Regions from separate parts of the Mus musculus genome. Here all the other regions are linked to region 3. A link is a contact called in public Hi-C data. All regions are on one chromosome and are shown on one strand. Each heading gives the region's core, a stretch centred on a gene start, on an enhancer-like site or on the middle of the called end of the contact. The rest is flanking DNA. Distances are from core to core; before and after follow the strand shown. Region 1 overlaps Runx1 (runt related transcription factor 1). Region 2 overlaps Runx1 (runt related transcription factor 1). Region 3 has its middle 25 kb from the start of Gm30474.

Region 1 (3,872 bases), core at 262-2,761, 370 kb after region 3:
ACACTATTTTTTGACACTGTAAAGAATCCAGAAAACATAATGAAGTTGAAGCATTGCTCTCTCATTGCTGCTGATTTCTCTTTAAACTCAAAACAAAAGCAAATATTAAAGAGAGAGGCATAGCTCGGTTAAGTTGCACAACTGCTGGCCTAGTCTGAAAGCACTTCTCTGGGAAGAAGACTTTAAAAAAAAAAAACAATAGAAACAAAACCTGGAAACAGAGTGATCCAAAGATCATAGAACTTGAAATGTTCCAGAATTTTCAAAAAACACCCGTGTAGAATTTGTTTCGGGTCTAGCATCCCTGTGATGTGTAGCTCTGCTTCCAAAGGCTGTTGTTCTTGCAGATGTGTTCTGAGACACTGCTGAGCAGATGATAAACCCTGCCAGCCAGCCCCTCTTATGGCCCAGAGAATCCTTGGTGCCTTTGTTATAAAGCTCAACTCCTTGGTGCACAAGGCTGAACTCTGGGGCCCAGCTGCTGTCGGTTTGAGGTGCCTGACATGGGGACAGGAGCCTTCTATGTCTTTCGACTCCAGCACGGCAGCTGTACTTCAGTTTGGTGGGGCACATCCTCTCTTACACGTTTCCTGCTATGAAAGGGGGTACCCTTGCCACATGTGTCACAGCAGGCAGGATGATCTTCACCAACAGAGGCCATTCGGTGTCCAATTCGGCCGTAGATAAAGCCATGAGTGAGCATGCAAGAAGGAAACTGAGGCAGGAGGATAAAGTCGGGTCATCAGATGCTTTGTCTACTCCGTAGCTTGGAGAGAAGGGAAGTGTATTCATTGACCGCAGCTAAATGATGAGTTACCTTATTTAATGAGTGATTCCTTTGGGTGATGATCTTATAGAAATGCATAAGGTCCATTAGGGTTCTCACTATAGGTCACCATTTACATATTTATCTGAAGCATCAAATGATCATGAGTTAGTTCTGATCTACTCAAACAGTCCACCTGTAGACCTTTGGTGAAGACAGCATTCAGAGTATGGAATGTGTTTTCAGAGGAATCGAATCTAGACAAAAAGAACTCAGAATTACTCTGGCCAGGAGGGTATGTACAGCTTCTTTTGGTCTCGTTGTTTGGCCAGATAAGCAGTGAAACCGGCACCATGCTTCCTGGGGCGATCATCTGGCTGTCTCTTTAAGGGTTGTCATCAGGAAGCCTTTCCATTTGGCACTTTGGGCCAAGACGTAGTGAGACATTATTATTAAATGCTAATATCGAATGCACACACCAAAAAAAAAAATGTGTTGAGAGGAAAGAGGGTAGCATTTGCTTTAGAGATTTTAATGAAGGGCTGAGTTTCCACCCTCTTGTTTAAACAAGGTCTATTCAGCATTTGACAGATGTGGTATTTGGCAGGTCAGAAGGATGCCCGCGTATAGGAAAGCATTCATTTCCAAGAATCAAAGACAAGGAGAGTGAATTCGGAGCAGAGACAAAATTGAGAGGAGATAAACAAAGCCGGTCTCGCTGGAGCCTCAGCAAGATGTCAGGCTAGGAGAACTCAGGCTCAAGAGGGAAGAAACTGATTCCAACTTCTCCTTCTAATGAGAACTAATTTAGCCCTAAATTAGAAACAGGAATAGTTGAGATAAATATTAAGTTCTGAGAGAGGACTTGCCGACTTTTCTGTTTTGATAGAGATGAGAAAGGGACCAAGGTTTATTCCCTCAGAAACACAGTTGGTGGGAGACTATTTCAGAATAAAGTCACACGTGCGGTCTCATCTGTCCTGGCGTGACGAGCTTTTCAGCGTGAATACCGCCTCTGACTCATGGCTTACTAATTGATCCTGCTCATCAAAACCGTGACTTTAGAGACTGTGAGTCTCTGGAGCAGAGCCTTGTAGAGCTGAAATGCGGGCTGCCTGCAGGGTGTGAGGCCTCAGCAGCTCATGACTGCAGAGCTGAGATGTTTGGGAAAGGCATGGAAAGAAGGAGGCGCTTAGTCTGACCCCTAATTTCTCTGAGACTGTGGCAGCGTCCGTGAGCCAAACTGGGTGCAACTCTTGTGAAAGGAAGTAAAACCCCCAGCTGGTATTTTCTACAGAAAAATAAGAGAGAGATGGAAGGGGGTGGCCGAGTTATCAGGACCTTTTCTCCTTCCCGCACCCAGGGAGTAGCTCATGACTCTCCTTTCTGTTTGTTCTCGGGCCTTCTCAGCAGCCAGTGGTCAAACTGGACACTAAGAAAAAAAATTAATCCACACAGAGCCCATTTTTCAGATTTGTTAAACTGAGGAAAACGATTCTTTCCATGAGATAGGTTGATCTGAAGTCTAAAGTGACTGCGGAGAGGTAAGCTCTCTCAGGTGTGCCCAGGGCTCGGAACATTGACACTGGAGAACAAAAGAGAAATGAATGGATTAAGTTACTGCTGGGTTTTCAGAGACATCCCAGGGACCACCATTTACAGAGAATTTCAGCACAACAATAGATTATTGTGTTTTTTTTTTTTTTATTTTGGTTTGGTTTGGGTTTTTTTTTTTTTTTTTTTTTTTTTTTTTTTTTTTTGCCTACAGCCACCCTGTTACAATGGCACATTACCAGGTCCATTTGTGTTTTTAAAATATTACAGTAACAGCAACAGCAACAATAATAAAGCCTAATTGTTTGAGTCTTCAGAAAAGACTGCTTGAAAGGAAGAATGGTGCATTAGTCAGCCTACAGAATAAATGATAACCTGCCCTTTGATTCAATGAGTCTTTATTAGGTGACAAAGATTGGGTCCATGTGTGTGTGATGCGGTGCGCCTTGGGCTAGGCCTCTGTCTGAGACACCGCACGCCTAGGTCAGGGCACAATAGGACCCTTTGTCTCTGCTCCAGGCAGGATTTTTTTTTTAAGGAAAGAAGAAGAAGAAACAGAGAATCCACTTCAGCCTTTAAATCAAATTTACCTTCTGCCCCCTTCTCCCCAATAAAACACCATAAATAGCCTGGATGAAGGTGGAACTTCTAAACTGACAAGCACTTCTATGAAAATTCTGAAGATATTCTATGCTCCGCTAAAATCTGAGACATCTGAGGGCTTTAGAATCCAGTGCTGACTCTCCTGCCCACCTGTCAGACATTAGCAAGCATCACATACCCTCAACGCATTTGCTCTGACAATATCTCTTGTGACGTTGAGACATTTCGACCAGTCCAGGGTCCCGACAGTTCTGTCTCCCTCCCACTGGAGCACTGGCACACCACACCTGGACAGCTCACCTCCTCTGTAGAGTCCACAGCCTCTCAGCACAAACGCCTTCCACGGGAGGGAAAGCCGACCCTGTTTCCATTTAAATGTGAGAACATCTGTTGCCCAGGAGATGGGTTTGCTACCAGGCACTACTGTTAGATTCCTCGCCAGCGAGTCTGATGCCTTCATGTGGTTTCTGTTTGCTTCTTTAAACAGTTAATTATGTTTTATTCTTTCTTCTATAAAAGCTAAATTTAGCCAAGTTTTATACTAATTTAAAACATTTTCTGGAAATGACAGAAGGCCATTGTTTAAAAGGCAGCGGAGAGGCAGAGTTCTGGATGGCTGTCTCACAGGAGCAGGGCGTGGGCGTGGGGGGATGATCGTGGCAGCCTGTGGCTTCGAGGCTCAAATTTTATTTGATGTATGTGGACAAATAGCGATCAGGTCGTAAATCAGTTTACACTGCTACTCACATATGTATCATGACTCGGAAGACAGGAAAGGGTGGTTTCCCAGCCCTTGCCCGCCATGTTATTCTCTTCGTGTGGTTGGAGCCGAAAAGCTGTGCGCTTGAAGGTTAGCAAAGACTGTCATGTTGACCTGCTGCTACCAAGAACATTGATGTTTGTGGGAGCATCCATCATCCTTAACCTCTGAGTCTCATCGGAAGCATTA
Region 2 (3,996 bases), core at 768-3,267, 500 kb after region 3:
CTCTGAGGATGGCGTACACAGGGATGATCCGTTTGGCCGTATCCACGTCCCTTCCTCCCTTCAACTCCCCATACCGTCTCCCTCAGAACTTCATGTCCTTTAAGGTTTTGTGTGTGTGTGTGTGTGTGTGTGTGTGTGTGTGTGTGTGTTTATTAGTCGAGTGCAGGGATGTGTGTGTGTGTGTATGTTTATTAGTTGAGTGCAGGGAGTGCCACCCATATACACATAGGACTAGGGACATTCACTACCACAATCTATCCGCAGCCACTGTCACACAAAGTAAAGTAAGTATCAGGTCTAATTCACGGCTATATGATCCGGACTTCAACAATACAAGCTAGAAGGAAAGGTATTTATTTAATAGTACAGGAAAGAGAGGGGGGAAGAGAGAGAGAGAGAGAGAGAGAGAGAGAGAGAGAGAGTTCGCCAGGACCCAAAAGTGACCCTCTGCTGCCCAGTAGGGAAGACCAGAGAATGACAAACAACTGGCATAGAGTGAGCCTCAACTTGGCAAAACTCCCTCTAGAAACCAAGCCCCGAGCACAGGCCTCAAAAGCCTGTAATGTGTTCTCATAAACCTGGGCCAGAGAGGGTAGGTAGGGTCCCTGAAAGGAAGAGGCTGTCAGGCCCACAGCTTGTCAGCCGAACTTGACCCCTCTGTGGCTGATGTGCCTTCTAATCCCACCAGTGACAGCTTCGAGTTCTGGGCTTTCAGCCTCCCCCAGCCCGACCTGCCTAGCTGCTCAGCACACACACATGCGTTCTCAGCAGACGGGCCCTGTCTGTCTCTGTCCCTTGCAGACAGACAGACTCCACACCTTGTCTGAAAGGAGCTGCCACGTGAAGGTTTATCTTTCCTCCTCATTTCTCTTCTTCCTTTATTTTACCCTCTTCCTTTTCTTTTGGTTAATTAATGTCTAGCTGCCAACCTGGGCGACAGACAGCGCATACTAATCTGAGTCACGCAGGAGAGCCTTTTAAGGCGGTCATTATCTGCTCAGGTTGTTTAATCCTTTGGGGGCAGTGGGAGGGGCCTGGGGTGGGACCTCTTTCATCCACATCAAGCTTTAGAGCCAAGACTCTGCGCTCTGTCAAGGTAGAGACTTAGCACCATAGAGGGAGAGACACTGCCAGTGAAAGTGGCTGAACCTTCTAATCCTCACACTTCCTACTTTTAAAGTCTCCCCATGAATGGGAGAGGGGGCAGTTGTCACCTGAATTGAGTGGGTGGGGGCGGCGTGCACCGGACTAGCCAAAAGAATAGAGGAGCCGTAGTTGGGTGATGTATAAATTCTGTGTGACTGCTGATGTGTAAGGAAAGAGGTTAGACAGGATTTAAAAATGAAAACACGGGGAGCTGGTGAGGTAGCTCAGTGGTTAGGAACCTTTGTTGCTCTTCCCAGGCCCCCCACATTAGCCCGCTCACAGCTGCCCATAACTCCAACTCGAGGGCATCTCTCTCCTTCCTCCAGTGTCTGCAAGCACACACACACACACACACACACACACACACACACACACACACACACATGCGCGCGAGCACCTAACTAAAAATAAAATAGCTGTAAATGAGAACACGTATTCGAATAGAGCACTTGAATTTGAACATATCTAAAAGGCCCATGTCTTTTTTATTACAGAGCGTATACAAAGCGAGACAGGGAGGGATGGAAGGAGAAGGGGAGGAGGGAGAGAGAACCTGACCTCTCGTAGAAAGACGCCACACTATCTCAGATCTTCCACATACTCTGCCCCCAGCAGCTGAGACTGTAACATTACTCCTGCGCTTATGCCCATGACAAATCACGGACTCACTCGGGATTCCGGTAACGTGGTACCATTACCACATTACCATGTAAGAACTGGGACAGACTGGCAGAGCATGTTCAGACACGGCTCTGAAACGTGGTGACCTCTCCTTCATTTTTTTCCAGTGGATTCACCTTTTTTGTCTCAGGACAAATGAAGCAAGAGGGATAATGGGCAGAGTCACTTGTTTGTGTCCAGTGTATTGCATCAGATGACAACAGGCCGATTGTGTGTGTGCCTAATGCTCTCCCTCCTGCCTCGGCTTCTCCCTAGACTGTATAAATCTAACTGGAAAAAAAAAATGGAGTAGAGCTTCCTGTTAACTCTCAAGCATGTCATGGCTCTCTGTAAGCAAAACAAGTGACACAGAGTTTGCTCATAGAGGTCCCCGGTGAGGGCGCAGAGATGAACCCTGAGGAATGAGGTGTGGCCTGCTGGCTGGAGGAGAGGCTAGAGGGCAGCCTACCAGGGCAGCCTACCAGAGCCACTGTTGGTTTACAGCCTTTGCCTGCCCACATGTCTGACTTGCTTTGAAAAGATTAACAGGAGTGTTTGTTTGAAAGTCAGACTCCTGGTTTCCTCATTAGTAGAGGGATTTGCTGCAGACTTGGGCTGTGCTTATAAACTCTAATTACCTCTCTGATGAGGAGTCTATTTCTCTCACATTCAGCCCAAATGTACACAAGAGTTCCTTTTGTAAAATCGTGTTAGAGCAATAAAAGATTATTGAGAGGGGGTGGAGGGGGAGAGGGAGAAACAAGAACACAAGCCCGAGCTCTCCGTGCTGAAATAATAGGCTTGGAACAGAAAGAAGTTGATCACAGCCCATGCCTTCCAAAAAAAAAAAAAGATTAATCCACCCGGGTAGCTTTCCTTTCAAAGGAAGCTTTTCGATCCCCTCAAGTTTCTCTCTAGCAGGCTCAACTCTGTACCTGAATTTGAGAATTTAACATTTTGAACACTTAGTTCGTGCCTCTGCCCTGTGTTGTTGCTGCTGCTGAGCCGTGCTGGTGCGAACAGTATAGTCGCAGCCTGCCCTCCTCTGACTGACAGACACAAGCTACCCGAAACACCGTCCTAACTCACTGTGGCAGCTGGTGGGCGGATGTGCATCCCTTCCTAACCATTCTCAGTTATTTCGCAATGTCTGGAGATTCTTTTGGATGTCAAAGTAGCGGGCAGGGGGTCGGCAGGGAGGCCACTAGAGGCATCTTGTGGGTAAAGAAGGAAGATGCCACCAAACAGTTATCAGTCTCCAAACACCCGCTAGACATAATACAGCCCAAAGATGCCAGCAGTGGCACTTTTGGCAAGGGAACCCTCCTGTCCCTCCTGTCCCCTGGTCTGCCTCAAAGGCAGCATGCACACGTGCCAAGTGCAGAGGGAGCCGGTGAAGCAAGGGCAGTCTGTAGAACTGTAAATTCAAAATGAATCTTGTAAAGAAAGTCTGTCATTTCTGGACAAAACAAGTTTTGCTATCCATTTGTGTTAGAAGCTAGTGAGTGACACAGCAGCTGGAGCCATGACTCAGTGGTTTAGAGCATGCACTGCTCTGGGGGATGTTGGCACCCACTTCTAGCCTCTGGGGGCACTGCACACACACAGGCTCATAACCACACAAGCATAATCACAAGTAAAATTACCTTTAAGAAGAAAACAGTGACTCAGGTCTTAGATAAAGACGAGACATGAAGTCAAATGTCTAAGGTTACTATAGATGGGAACAAGTCAGAAGGCAGAGACAGAGGCAAGTGATGTGTCAATCACCGACATTCACGTCGTCCCTACCACAACACGCACTGCACCTAATAATAGGAAATTAGCCAACTTTCAAGGGATCAGAGTCTACAAAAATGACAGTTTTCTATTATCCAACCTGACTACTAAGTGCAATGACATAATATTGTTATTATAACATACTTAACATATAATATTCTACTATCAACATATCAGTGGATGCATGACCTCAGTTATTTTAATGTTATGCCATTGTATATTGTTATATTAATATTGTTATGCCAATGTACTGATTATATTAGCAATATACCAGTCAGTATTGATGCTTTCATTAGAGGATAGGCTTTTTTTTCTCCCCCAGTAAAGGACCAAAGAGAAGTTGTTAAGCTTTGGACACTCTGTTGTCCTGGTCACTCAACAGCAATAGGAGCTACTTAGCGCCCATGAAAG
Region 3 (3,998 bases), core at 325-2,824:
TCAGAACTGGAGAAGTTGGGGCTTGGCCACAACCCCAAAAGATCCAATTTCTGCTTTCAAATATCCTCCATCCTACTGAAGGTCCCTGAGATTAGTGAGCGGCACAAGCACCATGAACTTGAGAATCGACTCTCTGAGAACGTAGCATGTTCTGCGGTGCCCTGTGATGTCAGGGATGCCCCCTCGGATGCTTTCACTTCAATTCACCTCCTCGCTTGTCAACAAGAAGGTTGTGGTCACTTCTCAGGTACATCCACCTCGTTTTGTGAGATAGAATCTCACCCTAACTGGTCATCAAACCCCAGGGACCCAACTGTCACCGCCTCCCCAGAGCTGGCATTACAAGCATGCACCACCACACACACCTTTTTAAGCGTGGGTCCTTGAACTTGGGTCCTCACGCTGTCAAGGCGGACACTTGACTTCCTGCACTGTCTCCCAGGCTTGGTGCCAGTCCTCATTGAGGAATAAGCCAGACATCCAGCAGTTGTATTTGATCTAAAGCTACCCCATCTTGTCCCTGTCACCTAGGTGTGCACAACACGAGCTTTCTGTACTCTTTATCCTAGAAGACAGAAGCCATCTCTGCACACCAAGGACCATAAGACAATATGGATTTCATGACTCCCTCAAACGTTCGTTAAGGCTGGCCTGTCAGGGTTGGGAGTACACATATAACTTAATATACATCTTTTTAGGTCCATAACAAAAAGTGTTGTATGCTTGCAACCAGAACAGCGCCATATCCTAATTATTATTTATTATTGTCATCAAAGCCACAGCTACTGGTCTTGATAGTGAGAGCTAACATGAAATAGATATTGACAAACTATTCACCGATTTAATCATCTCTCCAGCCACTTGTGTTTGCAAATGAATCTCCTGTCAACATCAAATCCTCATCAGCATTCCACACTCAGTGTGTGAGGATCATGTAAAATTGATGAGCTCAGATTTCTATTAAATGCACTACCTATTTCTGGGGTTACTTATATGGGCTTTCTGGAAGCTTGGAATCCTGGTGTCTTATAAACAAGACAGGCTCTGGCCTTTTACTTTAAAAGGGTCTTTAGAAAGCTTTTAGGACTATGCTGAGATGGAGTGCTCGTTAGAAAGATTGGAAAGAATGGAAAATTCCATGTGTGTGAGATTCCTGGGTAATATGTACAAATTAAGACTGTAAAGAAATTGATGGGAGCAATGTACATTTAATTTCAATATTTTGTGTGAATGTGTGTGTATGCACCATGTGTGTACATTGTCTGGGGAGACCAGAAGAGGGGGCTCAGCTCCCCTGAAATGAAAACGAAGTTCTAGATGGTGGGTGCTGGGAATTGAACTGGAGTTCTCTGGAAGAACTGCTAATGCTTTAAACCATTGAGTCATGTCTCCAGTCCTTTATATTTACTTTTAATTTATGTGTCTGTGTGTGCTGCATGTGTGTGCAGGTGCCCTTGTGGCCAGAAGAGGGCGTCAGATGCCAGTGGAGTTATGGGCAGTTATAAACCGACCAATGCAAGTATTGGGAGGCGACTCACATCCTTTGAAAGAACAACAGTTGCTCTAAAGCTCCGAGTCATCCCTCCAGTCCTAACAGGACATTGTTACTCATGTATTTATTTGCCTAGAAGTTCTATGTTGGCCTTAACCATAACGGGACCTAACTCTTGGCACCAAACACTATGCGAATGTTGAGGTATTATTTCCAAGCCCTGGGAACAGCTGCTGTTTATTGTGTTACAGTCGCCACCTCCTGAAGAATGTGATTCTGTTTCAAAGATATCCAAGCACTGACCAGGCAGCCTCAACCCAGATGAGCTGTGGCAACCAACGTGGCACGCTGTTATCCTGCTGTTATGAGGTGCACTCCATCAAGTGGTTCCAGATCCTTCTCCCCTGTGCCTGCAAGGGGAGGCTCTGTTGACTTTGGGGGGGCTGTAAATCCGAGTGGCACTTTTATGATTGAGGGGTAGACAGTGGTAGAGGATTTGTGTGACGCTCTATGAAAATTAGCAAATGCTGCAAACTCTGAGTCAGGAAGATTCATGGGAGGCAAGCCTGGGTTGCAAAAGGCATGGAGGCTTCCTGGAATCCGTGAGCTTCTGAGGATTACAAGAACGATCCCGAGGAGCTTGCCAAGGCCGCTCCTGTGGGATTAAGTGCACGGCCAGCTCTCAGACTATTCCTTGTATTGCATGGCTTGGGAATGCAGGGGCAGGGAGACCGCTAAATACCCTTGGCACTTTGAACTCTTTCAGCTTAGCACCCCTTGACATCATCAAAAATTTTTTTCTTTCTGTTTAGGGGAAGAAAGAGAGAGAGAGAGAGAGAGAGAGAGAGAGAGAGAGAGAGAGAGAGAGAGAGAGAGAGAGAGAAAGGAAGGCAGACCTAATTTGAGAAGCCCCATCCTCACCACAACCCTCTTTAGAACAAATGAACATTTTTCTCATGAGAAAGGTGGTTGACCTTCAATGAAGGACCTTTTGCTCCTGAAAAAAATTAGGAAATAATGTAATAGCTTATGTGTAGGTTGAGGCACTGATCTTATCCACACATTTTTTTTTTTACTGTTCTCAAAGGCTAGAGAAAATGGGATATCTGAATTTTTTAAGATTTGAAATATATAATTCGACCTAAAATAATCTCACTTTTAAGGACTTGGTCTGAGGAAATAAATAATTATAACTGACAAGAGTGAAAGTCATTTCAGAACTGCTCATAAGATCAAAAATGGTCTACTTTTATGTCAAAATGTTATAGATGACGTAAACAGTGTCATCTATAATGTGTTTCTAGAAGTACTCTGAGCTAGAGAGCTGGCTCTGTAGCTAAGAGCCCTTGCTGCTCTTACTGAGGACCCAGGTTTGGTTCTCAGCACCTATTTTAGGTGGTGCACAGCCACCTGTAACTCCAGTTCCAGCGATCAAACAGCATCTTCTGGTGTTCCTGAGTACTGCAAACATATGTGTGCACATGGGATTTGTTCACACAGACACGGGTGCACACATGTGCATGCACACGTGTAAATAAAAACAATGGAAATAACCACTTCAAAAATGCATAGCAGGCTAATGCCTTTCTCAGAAGATTTTCCATTATGGCGGAGAACTTGGAGAGATGGACAGACAGACTGATTTCTAGCAGAGGTTGTTCATGGTGCCATAGAGTCATCTCTCAGAGAAGATTTGTTCTGATGATGCTGGCTACAGAGGGAGACCTCAGGTTAGCTTCTCACATGAAGACAGTGCAACTTCCAGAGGCAATGTTCATTCTTCCAAGGGACCCAGCAAGTCTCAAGTTTTGATTCTTGCAAAACTTCCCTAAGAGTGTACAGAACTCCCCCCTTCGGAAATTTATAAAGTCATATCCCTGTGGGGCTGCATCACCTTGGTCAAGGAGGACAAGACACTCTTGCCAGCTCTCCATGAGTGGTGAGTCTGTGGCCACATGAGTGCTCTCAGGCAAGGATTTTCTGAAAGAGCTGTAGGGGCTGCTGTAACAATAATAACACAGAATTCACTGTGTGTGAAGTGTTGGGATGCAGGTGGGGGAAGCTCCAAGAAGGGAGTCAGTGAACCAGTGTGAGTGTGGTCAGGCCAGATCACCCCACCACAAACCTTGTAAGTTTGGAGGAACACACAGGGAATGATGGGACTACCCACAAAGGTAGAGCAACCACCCTGGCCCCCACGGCCTAGGATAGAAATACATGGTTTCGGGAGCCCAAGATGCTATCCATAAATATGTTCCTGCTGAGGGCCATGGCAGGGAGGGAGTCTGTTCTACAACTTTCTCCCAAGCTCTGCTTGTTTTATTGGTCATCTTTGGGCTTCTTTGGCTTATACATACAATATCCCTGCCTCTACCTTAGTCTCCCCATGTGTCTGTCTGTCCCCTTCCTCCTTTTATAAGGACATACATCATTCTCAGTTAAGACAACTGTATAGCAGGGTACCTTATCTAGTTTTATGGATAACATTTTTTCTCAAAAGTTATAT

What was found. Hi-C and Micro-C count contacts between places; a contact is called where the count stands out from the background.
Region 1: a contact with region 3 is called in a Hi-C map of muscle stem cells, with 1.8 times the contacts expected there. The contact joins two enhancer-like sites. A contact is called at or near these places in 1 of 15 datasets of contacts at CTCF or cohesin (the NIH/3T3 cell line), 1 of 484 Hi-C or Micro-C datasets (muscle stem cells) and 1 of 115 datasets of contacts at active chromatin or transcription factors (double positive thymocytes).
Region 2: a Hi-C map of muscle stem cells shows a contact between it and region 3, with 6 times the contacts expected there. The contact joins two enhancer-like sites. A contact is called at or near these places in 2 of 484 Hi-C or Micro-C datasets (bone marrow-derived macrophages and muscle stem cells), 5 of 115 datasets of contacts at active chromatin or transcription factors (acute myeloid leukemia, astrocytes, large pre-B cells and 2 more) and 1 of 9 other capture datasets (bone marrow-derived macrophages).

Annotation. Positions count from the first base shown.
Region 1 is chr16:92,738,155-92,742,026 of GRCm38.p6, reverse strand. All of the region lies in intron 2 of Runx1 (runt related transcription factor 1), which reads left to right. Among named protein-coding and RNA genes, the nearest start is that of Gm30281, 22 kb to the left of the region's middle. Within about 2 kb of position 1,511, at least 21 of the 459 cell types and tissues checked have an H3K27ac peak or open chromatin away from gene starts, as enhancers often do. A contact at or near this core is called in muscle stem cells, where this site is marked.
Region 2 is chr16:92,607,707-92,611,702 of GRCm38.p6, reverse strand. The region is part of intron 7 of Runx1 (runt related transcription factor 1); the gene reads left to right. Among named protein-coding and RNA genes, the nearest start is that of Gm30224, 14 kb to the right of the region's middle. Within about 2 kb of position 2,017, at least 135 of the 459 cell types and tissues checked have an H3K27ac peak or open chromatin away from gene starts, as enhancers often do. A contact at or near this core is called in muscle stem cells, where this site is marked.
Region 3 is chr16:93,105,112-93,109,109 of GRCm38.p6, reverse strand. No RefSeq gene overlaps it. Among named protein-coding and RNA genes, the nearest start is that of Gm30474, 25 kb to the left of the region's middle. Within about 2 kb of position 1,574, at least 38 of the 459 cell types and tissues checked have an H3K27ac peak or open chromatin away from gene starts, as enhancers often do. A contact at or near this core is called in muscle stem cells, where this site is marked.